2 separate regions of the Oryctolagus cuniculus genome follow, and region 2 is linked to region 1. The links are chromatin contacts, called in public Hi-C maps. All regions are on one chromosome and are shown on one strand. Each heading gives the region's core, a stretch centred on a gene start, on an enhancer-like site or on the middle of the called end of the contact. The rest is flanking DNA. Distances are from core to core; before and after follow the strand shown.

What was found. Hi-C and Micro-C count contacts between places; a contact is called where the count stands out from the background.
Region 2: a Hi-C map of psoas muscle shows a contact between it and region 1, with 3 times the contacts expected there. The contact joins two enhancer-like sites. A contact is called at or near these places in 3 of 6 Hi-C or Micro-C datasets (ear pinna, psoas muscle and an unstated tissue).

Annotation. Positions count from the first base shown.
Region 1 is chr15:68,005,241-68,010,465 of mOryCun1.1, reverse strand. All of the region lies in intron 18 of KCNMA1 (potassium calcium-activated channel subfamily M alpha 1), which reads left to right. Among named protein-coding and RNA genes, the nearest start is that of KCNMA1, 640 kb to the left of the region's middle. Within about 2 kb of position 3,010, at least 4 of the 8 cell types and tissues checked have an H3K27ac peak or open chromatin away from gene starts, as enhancers often do.
Region 2 is chr15:68,113,321-68,118,545 of mOryCun1.1, reverse strand. KCNMA1 (potassium calcium-activated channel subfamily M alpha 1) reads left to right here. Exons shown (of 28, transcript NM_001082070.1): 7 at 1,529-1,604; 8 at 3,511-3,681; 9 at 5,225. Among named protein-coding and RNA genes, the nearest start is that of KCNMA1, 530 kb to the left of the region's middle. Within about 2 kb of position 2,260, at least 1 of the 8 cell types and tissues checked has an H3K27ac peak or open chromatin away from gene starts, as enhancers often do.

The DNA of each region.
Region 1 (5,225 bases), core at 1,761-4,260:
ACCTACCTGGTCTAATGATTTACTTTCCTCCCTCCTCACCCCCCAGCCTCTCAAATTTGCCAAAGGGTGGACTCTTAGGGGGCAAGTCATGTCTAGATTGTTGTGTTTGAAGGCATTTTCTTTAACTTCTAATCATTGACATATCTTTGATTTATTTTTTCCCCTGTGCTGCCTTGGAATACGGCCCCTACTCTATATTAACTGCACACTGGTAGTGATCTATTGTGAGTAAAACGGGTTCCCAGCAGCCCTGAGTCTAGTTTCCCCTGTCTCTCTCTAGAAGAGATACCTCTTTTCTTTTCTGTACAGTTTCTTTCTTTTGGTATTTATGTTGCATGTAGCAATGACATCATGCCCAACTCCCTCATCCCTCAACATGGTCCACGGAGTAGCCTGGAGCCCGGGAGTATGCTGGAAGCCTACTCCCCATTCACCCACCCACCCACCCCGCCCCCAGCCTCTGGCCAGCTTCAGGCTTTGTCTTATTTTTCTTTTTGAAAATAAGACTTTGACAACCGTGTGTTTCTCTTGAAGGCCTTGTCTCAGGAATTTTAAGGGACATTGATTAGGCTGAGGTAATTGCCACCACAGTTCTAGAGGCCTCATCAATTGGGGGTCATTGTCATGCTTGCCTTTGGTTAATTATACTTGATCTCCTCTGCTGTTGAGCTTGAGTTCCTTTCCTGAAGGAAACACACATGCTACATATATATTCCTGTGTTGTGGTATATATATATATGATATATACCCAGATTTTATATGTAAAAATGCTTATTTTTATATATAAGTGTAGAGATAGTCCATAGAGGGAATGATGTATTTATTACAGCATACATGCCTCTCTATCCAAGAAAGCACTTGCTAGATAGAATTGATTGGATACCCAACATTGGGGCTGTGAGTACCTAAATTGCCTTACTGGAGACAGGCATATCCACGGTGGTAATTGTTTCTTGCAGTCTGAGATGTTCCTTTGCTTTAAAAATAAAGTTTCCCTTCTAGTCCATAACCAATAGAATGTACCCAGTTCCTCTAGGAGTATTAGTCAGCCATCTTGGAAGATGACTTCCAGGAGGGTGTCCCATTTCATTCATGAATTCTATCGAATTAAGTCATTGTCAGTCTCTGGGCCTCTGACTTCCTCAAGGAGCAGGACCCCATCTCACCCAACAAGATGTGGCACTTGACAAGGAGCATTTAAAGCCAGTATTTCTGTGTGTGACTTGGAGCGATGCAGCTCTCAGTGGGAGCAGCACTGAGCACTGGGTTTTTCCTCATGTACCTACGAGTCTTTTGAATAACAGACCCAAACTGGAGACCCATGCAGTCCAATAGCTCTGGAATTTGGAGAAGATGTTCGAGCTCTCGATCCTCTTAGACTCCTTTGCAGCAGAAGAGACAAGTTGACATCTGATTTTGGCCACTCTTCAGTGTTCGTGGGATATAGAATTCTCAATGTAAAAAGAAAACAATGACCTTCTTCAACTCAGCGTGTACTTCTTCCAGAACTGGCTCTGTGGTCCCCTTCATCTGTAGAACACATTTGAGGATGGCTTGAAGGCGTGAGCCATGACATACCTGCACAGCTGCCTACTGCACCTAATGCCCTTCAGAATCAGATGGAAAACGTGACGCCACCAACTGATAACCCTAGTGCCAAATTCTTCTTTACAGGACTTGAAAGAAGGTTCCATGATTCTCAGTGCCACGTAACACAAATGCCTCAACCTTAAATCTCAGGGGACTTTTTATTCCCTGGGTATTTCTATTTCTAATTTTAGTTGCTTCCAAGCCCATGAAATACTCCTTCCTTCAATTTTCCTTTAATTGAAAAGTGAGGTTGCAATCCAAAAAGGTGTATATTAATTGAGTGGCATATTTTATTTTTCTTTCTCATGAGTTCTCTGTTGAGTTTGCTCCATTTGAAACTTAAAACATCTCCCCCTTCCCCAGCAGTTGGAACATTCTATCTGGGTCTCTCCAGTCAGTGTTGCTTTTCCTGCCTCCTCCAATCCACCCTACAAATTAAGATTCCACAATTGGAAATTGGCTGACAATTTGGTTCCTGATGCAGGAGGCAGATGGTGCTGAGGACAGGATGGAATCCAATTCCACCTTCCACTCCAGGCTTGGCTGGGAAGTGCTCCCCAGCAGAGAACCCGAATTTTACAGCTGATTGTCAGTTTGACTCAAGGAAAAGGCAGTAACTAAACCACATCTTCAGCAGCCACTTTCTTATAGTTTGCTTTCTCCTATTCACAAAATAGAGAAGAAGTTGTCCAATGGATCTTTCTATCCTTAATACTCAGTAGTAAATGGAGAGATTGGATGATAACCATAAGACGGGAAGAACTTTTATTTTGTTTCTATACATAGCACTCGGAAGTCAGCGTGGAACTGCTGGGTGAATGTACACTTCACTGTGGTGAAGAAAAGCCCATGAAAGCTTCCTCTCTAGTGTGACGCGGCTACGACGGAGGTCTTTGGAGGAGGGGGAGACCCAGGCTCTGATTCTTGGCAACCACAGAACATCTTTGAATCTGTGGCACTGGTCCAAGAACAAGAACCATATGATGTGGGCCAAAGAGCAGACAGAGCCCCCAGAGGCTTATATTTCTGATTTCCCAGGGTTAAGTTGGCCTAGGGGGACGATTAACTGAGCATAAAGTTCCCAGAGCCCTATGTCAGAATACTAAGCAGCTAGGGCATTCGCACCTGCCAGAGACACACTCTGGGCAGCTCCCCATCTCAAGACACTGCTGCAGGGCCTCGAGGAGACCTAGCTAGCTCGTGTAGAACGCTCCATTGGCCATGGCTACACAGCCAGTGCGCTCTCAAGTTGCCACTTTAGACCACTCCAGGACAGTCTCCTGGGACCCCTCCCCAACCCCTTTGTCCCACGTTGCTGTGGATCATGAGAAACCACTGAACTGACATGACACTGCAAACATTTCGGTTCTCTGAGCAGAGTCCTATTCCTGCTCCCTTCAGAGCAAGGCCTGCTAGTTCAGATCCTTTTAATGAGCTGCTCTTCCACCCTGCTCCACTAGATGTCCTCGTAGATCTGTATATCACCAAGGAATTCCCAGCTAAAACCTGTTTGAGGATTGGGATTGGAAAGAAAATCTGCAAACACCACTTTGTGTGGCTGGAGAGTAGTTAAGAAACTTACTTCTGTTTTAAATAAATACTGGGACTTTCCAAGTTGATCTTTGAAACCTAACCTTAGGAGTTGTGAGTGGAACTCTGGTATCTGAAATTTGCTTTCTAAGTGAAATCGTTTTTAGAAAAGGAACCAATCACCAAGAAATGGAAGTGAAATGCTGAGAGTCCTGAGGTAATTTCCAAATTAAGAGATCTGTGGCTCAATTTTGATAGAATTTTATTTTTCAACTCAAGAGTGTAATTTTACACCGAGGGTGTTCACGTCTGCTGGAACATCGACCATTGGGGTGGCAAATGCCCATCCGTTTTTAGCTGAAGACCTCGTTCATGATTTATTCAATGGCCCAGAGGAACTCTCTGGCTGGTCCACACACCCTTCAGGACCAGTGGCTCCCCCTACCAGATGGGAGGTCAGAATCAACCTTCTCTTTTAAGAAAGTGGACCTGGAAGTGGATAGGTGAAGACGCCCAGCAAGGATCAAAGGAAATGGACTATCCTGGAAGTAGGGAAAAGGCATCACTCTCCCGTTCAGTGACGCCTGGGTCTAGAACTTGTGGTTGGTGAAGGTTTGTCAGTAGGTGGGGGCTCAACCATTTTTAACTGTTTCTGTCTTGTCTCTGAGCCTCTCCTTGGTCCTCCTTGCTGCTTTCAATTTTCTGTTTTGTGTTTTTTAAATTTTTGTTTGTGGTGGTGTTGTTTGTCTTTTGAAATTTCCACTTTGCATTTGGTGTGAGTGTCAAAACGACTGAGAATGACGAGTAATCGCATGTTTTCTTTCTCATGCATATGCTGCTTCGGAATGTGACTGCTTATAATTAACAGTTAATCTTCTTATAGCAAATGGTTTTTTGCTGCTTCGATGACCAGTTTCAGCCTGTTCCTGCATGCTAACAATATAAAACTGTAGAACAATGCATGGTCTCCCCAACAACCAACACTAGCAGTCACAAACAGTCCCTGAGAGCCGCTGGTCTGATGCTGTGTTTCCTTTTGAACTCTTATCAAGGAGGAGACTTACCCCGCCCATGATGATGGGTTTCCCTCTGACAAAGTAGTTTCACAATTTATTCCATCACTTTCATCCCTCCCCTTGTCCTTTAAGATGATGATGGTGTGTGTGTGTGTGTGTATGAACTTATATAGATATATATATAAACTCATATATATATATATATATGTATGAACTTTCTTTCCCCATAACTGTGTCAGATTCTATTATTGTCTATGAACCCAAAATGGCAGTATGGAAATGAAAACCAGGCACTGTTGCTAATGAGAAGCATAGTGTTTCAGAGTTTGATGGGCTTCTCTTCTGCCACAGCATTTGATTAAAAAATTTTTTTCAAAACCATTTATCTACAGCGAAAGGAAAAATCATCTTCATTTCCCTCCTCTGTGTAAATAACAAACCAATATTTTTAGTAAAAGAAGTAAGGAAGAGAAAACCAGAGAATGTCCTCCCTGTTACACACTAGATCCAGATGCATTTGAAATAATTTTTTTTTTTCTGTCTTCAGTTGAAGACTTTTTTTTTTTTCAGTTTTCCTGACTTCAACCACTGCTGTTCACTTGGGGTGTCTAGGCACTCACACCAGCCTTCTAACGCCCCCTGACTCAAATGCTCTTGCGGAACTTTTCTCTCTCACTCTGTCTCTTCTTTTGGAAAAGCTAAACTCTAAGGAATGATATACCACACATTGAACGGGGCTGAGACTGCATGATGACACCAAAAGCTGACGAGCTAGGATGCTAAAAGAACATGTCACAAAAAATGGGATCCAAGTTTACAGGAATGGGATTGCTGCTGCTGAGATCCCTCATTCATCTCCCCCAGTGCCTGTTCTTCACAATCATAACGTTACCCTTGCTTGACAAATATACTGTATGGCAAGTCATAAAGGTCTTAGAACAGGACTTGACCCATTTGAGAGATTTAAACCCTTCTTCCTGGTGACTGTAACATTCAAAGAGGGCAAAACCACAAGCCATATTTTAAAATAAGACTGCAACCATTCTGTACGAAGCAAAGAAAGAGGGGGAAATGGCTTTCCAAAAGGAA
Region 2 (5,225 bases), core at 1,011-3,510, 110 kb before region 1:
GTGACCGCATCGACAGAGCTACAGGAAATAGGTTTGCCTGTGACTGACACAGTTCTAAGAGTTTCCGTGGATGCAGTGGTGGGAGGGTCCAGGACTTGACAGGGTCAACGGGAAGCCTGTGAAAATCAGTGTCCCACTGCCCCCAGTGCCAAGGAGCTGTGTCCCAGCAGGAGTGGACAGCATGCAGTTTAGTAGGAGTAGCAAGGAGGGGGACACCAGGTCTCTCAGAACAGATTCATAGAGGCTCTGCTAGGCATAAGGGAGTGTGGGCTCCTGGGATGCAGACAGACAAGGCCGTAGGTGTCATGGAGGCTAATGTTTGTTCTACTGGAGCAGCACCAGCGGATGCAAAAGCTATTAGGTAGGAGGTTGTGGGACAACCGGCTATTCCAGTAGTCTTGGGGTCTCACCCAAAGATGGCGTATTAACTACCGTGGGGAAATGGCCACTTTTAGTGGAGAGCCCTGACATTCCCTCCTTGGCCAGGTGAGTGGACCTGGCCTCGCTGAGGTGGGGTTTCCCAGGGTGGTGCCATCCCCACAGGTATTTAAATAGAATGTAATTCTGAAAGCTCACTGATAGTGACTCCAGGACATGGGGCATTCTGTGAGGCGGTGTAGGGTCACGCAAAATTCAATGTCTTCAAAAACAAACCAGAGCAAGCCGACACACTCCAACCCATGGGGGAATCCAGTCTTCCTTTGTAAATAAAGTTTTATTGGAACACAGCCACATGCGTTCCTCTACCTGTGATCCAAGGCTGCGTTTATGCCGTGGAGGCCGAGTTAAGAGTCACAGCAGAGAACAAATGACCTGAAAAGCCAGAAACAGTGAGTTAGTGTGTACAGGGAGAGGGTAAAAGCCTTCTGGCAGCAAAAGCAGCGCGTGAGCTTTGACTAGTGCCTGGACCTGGTGGGAAATGCAAAGGAAGCATCATTGAGCCATGATCTGGGGGCAGCTGGGGGCGGCTGCATGAGGGCAGCACGTGGGGTAACGTTCCTGACGTCAGCTCAGTTCTCAGCTGTCACAATGGTGTTGAGTGAAACACACGGTCTCCTTCTTAGGAGTTGAGTGCTGAAGTGTTTAGGAGTGTGTCTCAATGTCTACAGCTTATCTAGAAATGCACAACCAAAGCATGTTTTTGAAAAAAGAAAATAAGAGAAAAATGATTTGAAGATAAAGCAATACGGGGAGGGGCACAGTGTTCCATGTACCATTCTCTCCAGTTTCTGGCAGATTTGACAAGTTTCAAAATGAAAGTTAACATTTAAAACAGTTGTAACAAAATGAGAGGGTTTACCTCGTTGGGTGGCCCAGGTGTGATCTTCCTGCGGGCTCTGTCTGGGTCTTCAAGCCTGACCCAATTACCTTGTCTTGTCTAGGGAGAATTCCCTTACAATGGAGACAAGGTCGGCAGCTGGAGGGGGCCCGCCTCTCTCCACAAGGGGGCGCTGTTCCTCTCCCAGGCAGCCCCAACAGAGCCTTCCTGCTATGACCTGACCATTGGGCTTGTTGTCTCTTTGCACAGTAATTCCATCAAGCTGGTGAATCTGCTGTCCATCTTTATCAGCACGTGGCTAACTGCGGCCGGGTTCATCCACTTGGTAAGTATCCTGGCTCGCCTGGAACAAGCCGCTTTATGAGTCATTTTGTTACCAGAAATGTCTCTTGCTAGAAAGAAACTCCAGCCCAGTGGTAGACAGGAAAAGGGGAAACAACTGCTCAACGGTCTGGGTTTGCAGCCCTTTGACCCCAGGCTACTTCCAAATGAGGAGTCGCGGCCACAATGTTAACCTGGCTGTGTTCTGTAGTTCAGTTGTGCAGTGTGTGCTTTGGTCGATTTTTTATTCTATCTGCAATGACCCAAGAGAGCCACAAGATGGCAGTGCTTCCTCAGCAAACGCCCAGCAACGCTCTGGGGACAAGGTTGAAGTTCCACCCGCTTGTCTTAGTAAACAACTAATTCAGATTCCCCAGTTTCTCTCCACTTCTCCCTTACAGAAAGTTACATTTGACTCTTTTGTCTGATCACCGCACATTATGCTGTACCTCCACCGTTCCAAAGCCTTGCCTTAGCAGGTCAAGCCTGTCTCACCTCCCTGAGGCTAACAGAGCCCAGCTATGTGAACTGCAACAGCCTCATCCAACCGACGATGAGGCTTTAGGTGAAGGTGGCCTTTCCTTCCTCAGTGGCTGTTTGCACACACAGCTACCCACCACGTGGGGTTGACGTCATTGTTACCCAGAGGAGCACAGGCCTGGGGAAGGGAGCCAGGGACTCGCTTTCAGTCCCCAGATCTGGGGGTCCCCACCCAAGCCTTTATGCTAATGGAATTCTTGGCCGGAGTCACTCTTGAACTCCCTAATTCTTGCTGTCACCAAGCACCACAGATGTGCAGGAGATGGTGGTCTTCAGGCAGCTCATGACCGCACCCCCTTTATTCTGTGCCGTGCCCTCTGGCTCCCCAGGAAACCCCGGGAAACAGTATGTGCCGAGGGCAAACTTGGACTTGGGAAGCAGTCCCAATCCTGGGAATGAGAAGCAGAGCTGGAGGCTTGGGGGTCCCCTATGGGCCATGCAGGGGATCGCAGGCATTGGCTTTTCAGTGTTGGGAGGGAATCTGGATAGAACTGGCCCGGTCACTCCCTGCAACCTGGGAGTATCTAAACTGCTTCTGCCCATTTCACAACCTGTGGGCAAATCAGATGTGTTGGGAGGGCAGGAAATAGTTCTGTGAAGGCTAAAGCAGAGGTGGACAACCTGCAGCTGGAGCCCAAGCGCTCCAACCCAGCCATGCCCGTTCACGGAAGTGCTGCCTCCTGCTGGTGTCCCACGCAACTGCAGAGCTGAGTAGCTGGGGCAGACTGGGGACTGGAGGGCCCACAGCGGGGAAAGCCTGTGTTCTCCCGCCCTTCACAGCGAGAGACTGCGAGCCCTTGGTCTGGAGCGCCTTGCACTCCTGAGCTCACTGCACTCCCGGGGAGGTTCCTGTGGCCTGAAGGGTGGACCTGCTGTTGGCTCGCTACCAAGGAGAAGCAGCAGGATCTGAGGCCGGAAATGCTCTTTGGGGTCTGGACTGGAGATCTAAAGAACAGGCCTCCCCTCCCCCCGCAGCTCCTGTGCCAAGAGCATGAAAGGGGGCGCCCCCTAGAGGAGGCTCCTGGACTTGGGCAGGAGGAGAGAGCGAGGCCCCCTGAGACTTCACAGGGCCCCACAGAGAGAAGTCAGGGAAGGGAGAAAGTTAACTTTCAGCGGGCTTCGAACCATTAGCAGTGGGAAGAGCCACCGATGAGGGATCACTCCCTCGGTCCCTGTGCCTCTGTCAGCCAGGAGAGCACCCTCTCCACCTGCTCAGGGCTTCCACGCTGTGGCTCCCAGAGCTCAGGGCAGGGTGGGGAGCGCCCGCCAGGAGCCCACTGCAGCTGGGCTTCCCCATGCTTTGCATACAGAGGCCGATGCAGAGATGTAACCATTTTCTCTTTTCTCCTCCCCCCTGCCCCCCGCTTTAGGTGGAGAATTCAGGGGACCCATGGGAAAATTTCCAGAACAACCAGGCTCTCACGTACTGGGAATGTGTCTATTTACTCATGGTCACCATGTCCACAGTTGGTTACGGGGACGTTTATGCCAAAACCACGCTTGGGCGCCTCTTCATGGTCTTCTTCATCCTCGGGGGACTGGTAAAAGCCCTTTACTATCGCCTTGGTTCTTACGGCCGCGGGTATTTTCTGTTGTCCATTTCCATAGCTCTTCATACACTGTTTCTGCACCGGAAGCTAGCGGCTGCCCGGGCGTCGCAGTCAGGTTCAGGAAGTAGAAACACAAGGGTGACTTCCCTGCCCACTCCCCTGGGGTGTTAGGCGCAGCCTGAAGACCCAGGTGTGTTGCCTCTTTCAGGGACAGCTGGTGAACTTGTTGTAGGGAAGGGATGTGGTAATAAGCCCGGCTGGCTCCCCACAGTCATGGAATTCAGCCCCCGATGTCCTGCGAGGACACTGGCTGTCCCTTAACCCTCGCGGGCACTGTCCACAGGGCGTAGATGGTTTGCGGTTTCAGGAGCTCCCTCTCCCCAAGATGTTCCTCCCCCAACTTCCAACAAACACTGTGGCTGGCGCCTGCCCCGAGGAACAGGGTCCTCCCCGCCCCCTGGTGGACGCAGGAGCTTCTGTCCCCAGCGAGCAGTGCGTGGCTCTGCAGCCCCCACAGAGGGGATCTTTCCTCTCCTTTTGCAAGTCCGAATATTTCACTTCTTGCTTTTCTGGGCCGCGCAGCTCCTTGGGCAGCAATCAAGCGTCCACCGTGGTGCTGTCCTTGGGGACTTGGGCAGCTCCTTGGGGTTGCAGCCTTTTGTTTTCCCTACTGGCTGGTTCTAAGTTCAGATTTTTGCTGTGTGTGAGGTAAGTGATAACATCCCACTTCCCACACAGCTGTCACGTATGGACACCGCGTGCACATTTATATCTCACGATGCATACACGTCTCCCTGTTAGGTATGCATGGAGCACACGTGTGTGGGAACTGTGTATAAATGTGCCCTGCGTGCGTGCATCCATACCAGTGTTTCTGCAGCCGGCAGGAGGGCCCCAGACCAGGACGTCCCCTTACCCAGCCACAAGCACGATGTTTGTTGGACAAAACATGGCAGATTTGTGTTTTTTCCCTGCTACCCTTTCCTCCTGTGTGACTTACCTTTTGTGCTTTTTAGTGATTTTTTTTTACAATGAAAATAATTTATTTTTTAGTCTTCTTTTGGTGTTAATTGGCTTTAATCCCAGACAGAGACATTGGTGCTCCTTTGATTTTAACTAGAAAGATCTTTTTGCAAAAATATGTCAGTGTGGATGCGCGCATGTGCGTGTGTGTGCCTGTGTGCGTGTTTAATTTCACCAGCATGCACCCTTTTTTGCTTATTTATCTTCAGAAAGAAGAGGTAGATGTCCACGTATCCATCCCTTGTATTTTTCTCGATTGTGATTTTTAATTTTTTTTTTAGTCGTCTGCATTGGCTAAAGTTGTTTTGCCCCGTGTATTTCCAGGATGTCACCCTTTTTTATTTTTATTTTTTTTTTTGTGCTTTTATTTTTTATAACCCAACATGTGAAGGGATGCCTTCCGAGGTCTGGTCCTCTTGTGTTTTCAGATCTTAGTATCCACTTCTGGAGAGACGCCCCTCTCTTGGGCCTGTCGGTTCAGTCTCTCTTCTGTCTCCTGTCTTTTCCTCAGG